Regions from separate parts of the Mus musculus genome. Here regions 1 and 3 are each linked to region 2. A link is a contact called in public HiChIP or PLAC-seq and promoter capture Hi-C data. All regions are on one chromosome and are shown on one strand. Each heading gives the region's core, a stretch centred on a gene start, on an enhancer-like site or on the middle of the called end of the contact. The rest is flanking DNA. Distances are from core to core; before and after follow the strand shown.

The links. Promoter capture Hi-C pulls out the DNA fragments that hold promoters and counts their contacts. HiChIP or PLAC-seq counts read pairs in DNA pulled down with a chosen protein or histone mark.
Region 1: a promoter capture Hi-C map of embryonic stem cells shows a contact between it and region 2, with 4 times the contacts expected there. The contact joins the promoter of 9430024E24Rik here to the promoter of Angptl2 in region 2. A contact is called at or near these places in 2 of 39 promoter capture datasets (embryonic stem cells and stem cell-derived epiblast-like cells), 1 of 484 Hi-C or Micro-C datasets (embryonic stem cells) and 1 of 9 other capture datasets (embryonic stem cells).
Region 3: a FOXA1 HiChIP or PLAC-seq map of pancreatic cancer cells shows a contact between it and region 2. The contact joins the enhancer-like site here to the promoter of Angptl2 in region 2. A contact is called at or near these places in 1 of 484 Hi-C or Micro-C datasets (embryonic stem cells), 2 of 115 datasets of contacts at active chromatin or transcription factors (large pre-B cells and pancreatic cancer cells) and 1 of 9 other capture datasets (pancreatic islet).

Annotation. Positions count from the first base shown.
Region 1 is chr2:33,717,341-33,720,387 of GRCm38.p6, reverse strand. It overlaps 9430024E24Rik (a long non-coding RNA gene), which reads left to right and starts at 1,438. Exons shown (of 2, transcript XR_374262.3): 1 at 1,438-1,753.
Region 2 is chr2:33,214,425-33,217,231 of GRCm38.p6, reverse strand. Angptl2 (angiopoietin-like 2) reads right to left here and starts at 1,271. Exons shown (of 5, transcript NM_011923.4): 1 at 779-1,271. All of the region lies in intron 8 of Ralgps1 (Ral GEF with PH domain and SH3 binding motif 1), which reads left to right.
Region 3 is chr2:32,895,114-32,898,285 of GRCm38.p6, reverse strand. All of the region lies in intron 1 of Niban2 (niban apoptosis regulator 2), which reads right to left. Among named protein-coding and RNA genes, the nearest start is that of Gm13523, 14 kb to the right of the region's middle. Within about 2 kb of position 1,610, at least 156 of the 459 cell types and tissues checked have an H3K27ac peak or open chromatin away from gene starts, as enhancers often do. A contact at or near this core is called in pancreatic cancer cells and pancreatic islet, where this site is marked.

The DNA.
Region 1 (3,047 bases), core at 189-2,688, 500 kb before region 2:
TTTTGGTTTCTACCTGTACATCCCCAAGTCTCAATTTACCCTGTTGGAAAATGGGCTCAGTAAAAGTCCTTCCAAGGTTTTTTATTTCCAGGGTATGGATAAACAAATAGCACACCACTTTAGACCTTTATGCCCTCAATAAATAGGACCGTTGGAAACCTCAGGCCTGTACCCCTAAGAGACTATGCCTGGAATCCCAGAGTCACATAAGGACCTGGATCCCCAAGTCTGAGAGCCGAAAAGCTAGCGCTTCTGGGTGACTTGACTCCTGTCCAGGTAAAAGGCATAGAGGCAAGACCACCCCCCTGGCTGGTCTTTGGGGTCCTCTCTGCTCCAGAGGCCAGGAGAAAACACTCAGCCTTTGACACCATCCAGAAAATAAAAATGTCCCAGGCTTCTAATCCTTTCCTTCAGCAACTCACAGGGCTCTGAAACACAGCCAAGACCCCGGACACAGTGTGAATATCCAAGCCAGCCTGGCGAGCGCCTGCAAAGCTAGCCTGGAGGCACCATGCCTCCAAGCAGTGGTCTTGATTGGACCCAGCCTCGCCGGGTCCATACATGGAACCCTGGCCTGACTGTTCTGCATCATCACTTGCCTCCTGGAGCCCAGCCTGTGGGGCACCCCAGGAACCTGACTGCCTTCCCAGATAGGGCTGATCCCTGCCCCCACTCCCTCCCACCCCCAGAAAAATATTTGGAATATGGTCTTTGACTGGAGTGAGATTAATCCCCCTTCCCTGACAGTGTCTCTGGGCACGTGTTTTTATAACCTCCCTTTCAAACGAGAACCATTTGTCGTTGGGAGGCTGAGGAGGCCCTGCCCGGCCTGCTGGCCCAGGCATCACCAGCACCTGATTGAATGTCACCGGCAGTGCAAGGGGGCAGGGCTGGGGTGAGGGCAGCATGTCCCTTGTTGGTCCCTGCCCTAGCCATTGACAGAAGATTATGCGGTCTAGTCCTGACTTCTTCCTGATCACAATATGCTCTTCAGTTGGTCACTTTGCCTCTCTGAACCTCACTTTCCTTGCCTGACAAATGGGCGAGGTGGTGGCCCACACACCCCGAGGGATGTGCCCAGGCCTACTTTGGGAAATTGTAGATTCTCAATGTTTAATAAAGCAATTGAACACAGTCTTAGCTCCTGGTAGAAGGGCAAAGTGCTCTGGCTAGAACCTTCCAGGGGCTGCAAAAAAAAAAAAAAAAACAAAAACAAAAATCAAACAGTATGGCTTGAGTCTAGTTCTACTTCCAGACTCACCACGAGAGGTGGCCCTACAAGAAAGAAAGCAGAGGGCTTTAATGTACAGAGAAGGCTGAGTTTATAGGTGTAAGCATGCAGGCTCTTTAATTAACTCTGAGCCCTTGGTCTGTGGCCTCCTCTCTCAGCATAGCCCTCCTCCTCCCCCACAACCCCAGGTCCTGTTTGAAGTTTGCAAAAAAAAAAAAAAAGAAAGAAAAAAGAAACCCTTCACACCATCCCTCCTTGCTGAAGCTAGCTACAGACCCTCAGGGCTCAGCTGGGAGGGATTTATTGGAGAATTTCAATCATGGGGTCTTGGCTCAAACTTGTTGCTTCCCTCAAAAAATCTGCCCAGAAGTTTGATTACATGTGGGATTGGGGCACGAGGGGCCAGTCTGATGATCTCGCAATTCAGAATTCCACCTGGGCCTCTGGGAGTGTTGCAGCCCCGAGAGGAAGAGAACAGGACACAGGACAGCCAGCGAGAGCGGGTTCTGACATGATGCGGAGGTACTGGGACTTGGTGGACTAAAGGAACTGCTTAGAACCTAGAGTTCTGCACTTGCTTAGGAAGTATGAAATACTAGATTCCAACCCTAGCATTGGGGGGCTGGGGGGGGAGATGAGAAGAGGAGAGGAGGAGGGTAGTTCCATCTTGGTCTTCTCCCACAACAGAGACAGGTCTGTACAGGTGCCTGAGTTCTGTATGACAGCTTCTTGCTGGTCCCTTGCTAGGGAAAGTGGGGGGAAAGGTCTGAGCTACATAATGAGACAACCGAACCTGGTGACATGCCGATCTTCCTAAGCTGCGGCTTGGCTCCCCCAAAGGCATTCCCTTCTCAGACTCGGAGCCCACGCCCTTCCACGGGAGCCCAGCCAAGATACAGCAGACAGGGAGCCCCTGAGTGCTCACTTTCTCCCCCTCTGGGCACGGTTGACTCTTTCCATTTCTCCGCAATGCCTCTGCAGTGATGGATAAGCTGTGGTCCCAAGAGATGCAGCCCAGGGGACCACAAACATCTTTTGGTTTCTCATGTCGGCCTCCCACTTCTTGCTTAATAAGTGTGGAAAGAGGCACAAACAGAAATTCCCTGGGCTTCCCATGACTAACGAGATGACCACATCAGGCGACAGTGCTTGGGCATAAAGGTCCCCAGAGCGAGGTGTCCGATTCCCTCCCAAGACGCTTCTCCAACTGCGCTTTGAAGCGGGAGCCCAGGGCCTCCAGCAGGCTCGGGTGGGCCAGTGGGGCTGAGCTCTGGGCCTCCCCTACCCCGTGACGCGCACAGATTGCCCCAGATAAAGGACCCTCGGCGGCTTCACCCAACTTCTGCTGAATCGTGCTTTTCAGAAACTCTTTTCACGTGTTTTCACTTCTCTGGCCTCTTTGTTGAAAGATGTAAAAATTTCAAACCACCACAAAGTAAACATTTCAAAACCCTCGCTTTTCAAAATCACTCACATTTAAAAAAAAAAAAAAAAAAAAAAAAAAAGGAAAGAAAGAAAGAAATCCCTTGAATTCCATCTCTGCTCCACCACTGCCACCCGAAACCTTTCTTTTGCAGAATGTGGAACTGGCGTGTTTTTCATTAATCTCGAAACAGCGCAGGTAACGCCGATGAGTCCGCTGGGTTTTACAGGCCGGAAGTAGCTTTGTTACTCGGTAGATAGATTAGATAAGTGGCTGTCTTGTCAGAATAAGCAGGTTTTCTTTATTACGGCACAATCCTAATGAACTCATCTGCTTCTAATATTTATAAAGAGAAGAGAGGCCATTAATTCTACTGCTTGTGAATAAAACCAT
Region 2 (2,807 bases), core at 22-2,521:
TGGAAATGTTATCTCATGCTGAAGCGCTTGCTTTCAAGGGACTGACTCTGTATGTGGCGCCTGCTGTGTCCCCTCACTAGGCTGTTCAGAAAGCAGGTCCTCCACAGTCTCTCAGCCACATCCTGCTGGCTGGAGACCTGGGATCCATCTACTGTATCCTTGGGCGCAGAGGGAAAGTCAGGGCAGCACTTTGCCCCAGTCCTACCGACAGAAACTTGTGGGTGACATGTTCTGTCCCGCACAGGACGCCTCTGCTCCTGGCACGCTGGCAGCTCGTGCTGCCTGGCCCAGGGCACTTTCTGAACTGAGGCCCCCACTGCCTCAGGTCCGCATTACATCTGCTTCTGCTGTAGCATAACTCTAGCTGGCTGGGTGTGCAGGAGTCCGGAGCTTGAACACAACTTGCCCAGTCCTACACTGCCCTGCGACTCTCAGCCTGCTGCCCTTTCAAATCCGCACCTACACACATGCACATACCCGGCTACCAGCCTGTGTCCGACAGCCAAACCGGCTCACCCCAGAGGCTCTTTGTCTGAAAGAGGTGAGTGGAGCTCACCGATGAAGTCCTCAACATCCCAGCCCAGTGTGCTTGTGCCTCTACACCACCCTGCCCAAGTATTCACAGTCCTCTGCCTGGTCAGATGCTTGATTCAGCTCTGAGCAAAAGCAAGGTTTGACCCCTGTGGGGTCCAGCTGCACACGGAAGCTGGAGGAGTCAGGGTTGCCCGTCTCAAGCCCCTCTTCCCCTGGCTGCTGCAGTTGAGAGCTGACCCCTTACCTCTTCTCTCCTGCTTGGCCCTGGAGCAGCGCTTCACATGCCTCACGGTGCCATCAGCAGCACAGCCTGGCCGTGGCCTCCAGGAGAGGTCCCGAGTCTCAGGCTGGACTGGCCGCCGAGCAGCCCTGCCTCACTGGCCTCAGCTGGCAGCAGTCTATGCTCTCTGAAGCTCCTAGGGATGAGGCTGGCTCTGGTGTCACCGGGGCTGCTCCCAACCTGCTCTCCCTCACAGTGTGGTCCGCAGCTGCCTTAGTGCATGCTTCTTGCAGGTCCTGGGTCCAACAACACCACTCAGGGCTTGGGGTCCATCCCCAGGCCGACAGCAGCAGCCTCAGTTGAACTCCCAGGTCCTTTGTGGAGCCTTTACGTGCCGCCAGAGGAAACTGTGAGCACAGCCTGACCCTGGTTGGCTGCAGGCACTTCTCTCCGCCCACCAGTGCAAGAGGATCCCCCAGGCCCCAGAAAAGCTCTGGGCCTCCCCTCAGCTCCAGACAGGGGCGGGCCGCCTGGTGATGTCACACTAGCTCCAGCCCCAGCTGGCCCAGCCCCTCCTGCCTGCTTTGGCGGCCTGGGCGGGGCCCCCTCCTTCTTTGGCACAGGAAGGCTGGCCAGCTCTGCTCCTGGCTCACCAGCCTGCTCCACTCCCTGAAGGCTGACGTTGCTGGGGTGCCCTGTGTAGGCAAAGCGCTTCCACTGGACTCGGGTAACGGACTTGAGCAGCTGCGGCTGTGCAAGCAGCTGCTTGGGAGGCCAGGGAGCCCTGCTCACTCTTTCTGTGGATTGCCTTACTAAGTGTTCAGCATCTTCTTTCCAAACCACTTCATCCCTGCAGAAGGCACTGCTAATGTGGCAGTGGGGTAGGACAGTGAAAGTACCATGACTGGGTTGGGAAACTAGAGGAAGACTGTTTGCCACTCCCTGAGCTTCCTTCTCTACAGCATAAGTGAGCCACATTCCAGCAACACTGCCAGGTTCACCAAGGTCACCTGGGAAGGTCCGGTTACAGGATCAAGGACGGTGTGCCAGGTGGGCAGGTGGGCTGGACTTAAATCCAAAGCCCCTGCTATGTGACCCTGCCAGCCTTAGTTCTCAGCTGTGACTTGGGTGAACACGTGGTAGAGTCCCTGGGAGCTGTCAGTTGTGAATGGTCAAGAGAGTGGAGTGAGCGCTAAGACTGGTGGCTCCGAGTAGAGAAGGACAGGGCCTTGGTGCCTAGGCCACATCCTTCAGATGCATCAGGTCTGTTGAGCTGGCAGTAGAAGGCCACTGGCATCCTGCAGGGGTGTAGAGAGGGGGAGACCCCAAGTCCCATGCACAGGCTCACCCACTGCTTGATATTAGTGATGTCTCTTCTTTGAAAAGTGTTAGTGGTGGTGGTAACATTTAGGTACGAACTAAGAGGAAACTTTAGTGGCCCTCTCTTACAGCAAGTCAACATGGGATATTTTCCTGATCTCTAAGGAGACAGACCCACTGTGGCTCCCTCTCCTGAGACTGCCACCTTTTATTCAGGAAACAAATTATTTTTTCTGCTTCTCCTCAGCCTACTTAGCCCCTTCCCTCTTCTGTCAATTTCTTCTGTTCCTAGAAGAAACTACAGACCTTAAGGGACACCATTAGCCAGAGAGCTGATCTGGGCTGGGCAGGAAGTCTTTTTCTACCAGGGAGTGATGAGCACCGCTCTGCTTTCTGCCTAGGACCTGGTCCGGGTCCTGTGGCTGAACACCACTTATTTGGAAGTGAGTCACCATATTCCGCAGCGTGGTCATACAGCACATTGAGAGGCTGTCCCCTTTCACTTATCTTCCTCGCATTTCTAGGATGTGTTTATGAAGATGCTACTATTAGCCAAAGCCCCCGTCCTCTGACAGCAAACAGTTGGGCTGGGAGAAAACTGCTGCGTGCTGAGGGTGAATCTTACAGGGAGATGCAGCAGCCAGGGCCAGCTGCCGGATGAAATCTCTAAGCCCAATTCCATAGGATGGCTCAGACCCACTAGGCAATCAAGTGGGGGGTGGGGGATAGTCAG
Region 3 (3,172 bases), core at 361-2,860, 320 kb after region 2:
ATCCAGCATGGGGGAGGGGCATAACCGGCCCAAGAGAAGAGCTGGGACCAGCGGGCAGGGACCATGTAGAGCCAGAGTCAGGAAGAGAAAGTGTGACAGTCACCCTGGTCCAGAAGGGAGCTGCTCCAGAGAGCAGAGGCTGATGCAGACCCCTTGGTGAATTGATCCAGAAGGAGGGGTGTCCTCGGCAGTGGGCCCCAGCTTCTGGGCCCACCATCAGAACTGTGAGCTGACTTAGGCCAGCTCACCTCAGCTCAGCCTGCACCACCTGCCATTGCCCCCAGCCGGGTCACTACCTGCCTCAGCCTCCAACTTACTCCTGACTCCCTCTGGCCCTTCCCATACCAGGAGAAGGAGGGAGCTGCCTGGTCCTCCACTGCTCACAAACGTCCTAAGGCTCCTTCTGCCCTTGGGGTAAAGGTATGGCTCCTATTATAACCACAGTACCGAAGCTGATCCTTCAGCCCCACCCCATCCCATCCCCCATTCTCTTCCTTTGGAAATCCCCAGGCTGGGTGGGTGCTCCCCACTTATCTACACCGTGTGAGAACTCTCTCACAAGCTCCACGCCCACCCTAGACTCCTCACACTGAAAGGCCAGCATAGAAGCTGGGACCTCGGAGGCTCCCGAGGATGAAGAAACATCCAACACAGATCTTCTTTGTTGGGAAAGTGGATGTCACACGAGCTTTCTCTCCCTTCTCACCGCAGGTGTCCTGAAGAGACCTGCTGGGTTAACCCTCTTTCCTGAAGATCAGGAATTAACAAAGAAAACCCCCTTCCTCTGAACACAGCTCCAAGGTGTGCCTGTGAATGTGCTTGCTGTGGGCTGGGGACACCAAGTGTGCCAAGACTACGGTTCACGCGTAAATGACAAGGATGTTTGGATAGAGACTCTGCCATCTCACTGAGGACAGACCACTGTCTCACTGAGGACAGACTGTGAGAGATGTATAGAGCACAAGGCTAGGGACACAGTATAGTGGCTAGTGGTGAGCATATTCCTATTGTGCACGAGGACTGGGTTCAATTCCCAGAACTACAAATGGCAAACCTTTTTTTTTTTTTATTTAGACACAGGTGGAGAGGCACCAGGATGGCTGGGGACCTAGCATTTCTCATGTAGGTCACAGAAGAGCAGAGCAAGTCCTGACCTAGCAGAGCCCAGAAGCTTCTAGAAGCATTGCCGCCACTGGAGAGACAGAAGCTGGGAGATCAGAGACTTGTCCGCCAGGCCAACAGGCCCTGGACTCTAAGGACTGTGGAAATGTCCAGAAGATCAGGTGACTTGCTTTGTTAAGGATGAGTTGGCCTTCAACAGCCCCAGGAGAGCGTAGATTCCCCATCTGCAATGACACAGCTCCTACCCCACGTCCTGACATGCTGCAGTTCACGAGCGGATAGCAATGAATGGAATCCAAGGCTGAGGTTCTCAGTCCCCTTGCCCTTCCCAGCCCCTGCCCTGGCTGGGTCCGACTGATACCAAGTGTACCCCCACTCTGCACTCTCTCCTATGAAGCACCCTTTGGCAGAACACCCTTTCTCAACTCCCAGGCTTAGAATCTTAGTCAGCCTGCCTTGCCCTGCTCCCCACCACAAGGCTCTCTGGTTCTCCATTTGCATCTAATTATAATCATCACAGCATGAGCTAATGCATGCCACAGTTGCCCAGAGCCAGCACTGAGGCGGTTTTCTGAAGCACTTTAGCTGAGAATCAGAGAATAGTCACGATGACTTTATTTAACCCCCACCAGGACAAACCGACAAACCCATTCTCTGGATGAGGGATCCACAGCTCAGAGATATTCAGTGACTTGCCCAGCATTACATAAGAGAGCAAACCAGGCATGACATCACAGCCCCCTGCTACCCCAAACGGGAATGAAGAACTCTGAGAGAGAGGGGTCCTATTTTAGTGGTTAAGGTATCTAGTGGGCTGTACCAACTGAATCCTGAGCTGCCACATCCCCTTGTTAACAGGCCATTGGCACTTTGGGAAGGTCCCTCCTGGACCCAGGAGAGCTGACCGTGGATAGATGGGGACTGAGGCCCGGAGACTAGGAAGCAGGTCTCCAGGTTTTCTCCACACTGGCTCCCCAGGATCCAAGCCTAGCCTTGCCTTCTCTCCCTGATCCATTAAACAGGCGTGTAAACAATGGCCCCCAGGGGGAGAGGTTATCTAGTTCCAGATGCCAAGAAGGCCACCTGCAAAGGACTCTGAAGGCCCAGGAGGGCTGGGTCTCCTTATCCAAAGACAGATTTGGGAGTAGTCACCCAGGACTTCGCACAAAGCCGCCTTGCAAACTTCTCAGTTAGCAAATATTTAACCAGAACTCAGCAACAACAGGTCTCATGAAGGCTAACAGCTGAGCCGGGAGGGCCTAAGGGGTGGAGAGGGCAGCCAGGGTGGAGACTGGGGAAATGTCTGGGGGTGGGGCAGGGGAGCACCTGGGACTTCTCTTCACATCCTCCACTTCTGTTGGGAAACTCAGTTCCCATCTGGACACAAACAGGAGAAACAAAGGCCTTCTCATCCCGCCCCAGCCCCGCCCACTTGCCTGGCATCAGCTCTGTGCCCGCAGCCTCCAGCTGGCAGCCTGTTCTAGGAGGGCAGGATGAGGACGCCCCTGCGTTTGGGGGAGCAGACAGAAAAAGGAGGCCCAGGCCTCCAGCAGCAGCATCCACCCACAGCAGGACAGCCTACCCCCCCCACCCCACCCCGCCCCCCGGCCCGCCACAGGACTAGCATCATGCCCACCCTCCAAGCTCTCTGAGTCTCCAGGGCTGGGCCCTAGGAATCTAATGAAGAAGACTGACTGTCAATGAGAAACCATAATGGTGCTGGAGAGCTGGCCCAACGGTTAAGGGCATGTGCTGGTTTTGCAGAGGACCTGGGTTCTGTTCCCAGAAACCACAATGGTGCACACAAGTGGCCAGAACTCTAATTCCAGGAGCTCAGACACCCTCTTCTGGACTCTACAGGCATCAGGCATGCATGTGGTATCCATACATAAAATAAATATCAATAAATTTTAAACAAAACAACAACAACAACAACAAAATGATGTCTGGCTCAGCAGGTAAAGGCTTAGGACCTCAGTTCAGTGAGGACCCCACAGGATAGAAGGAGAATTAACTCCCATGAGTCACCCTCTGACACAAAGCTTGTAAA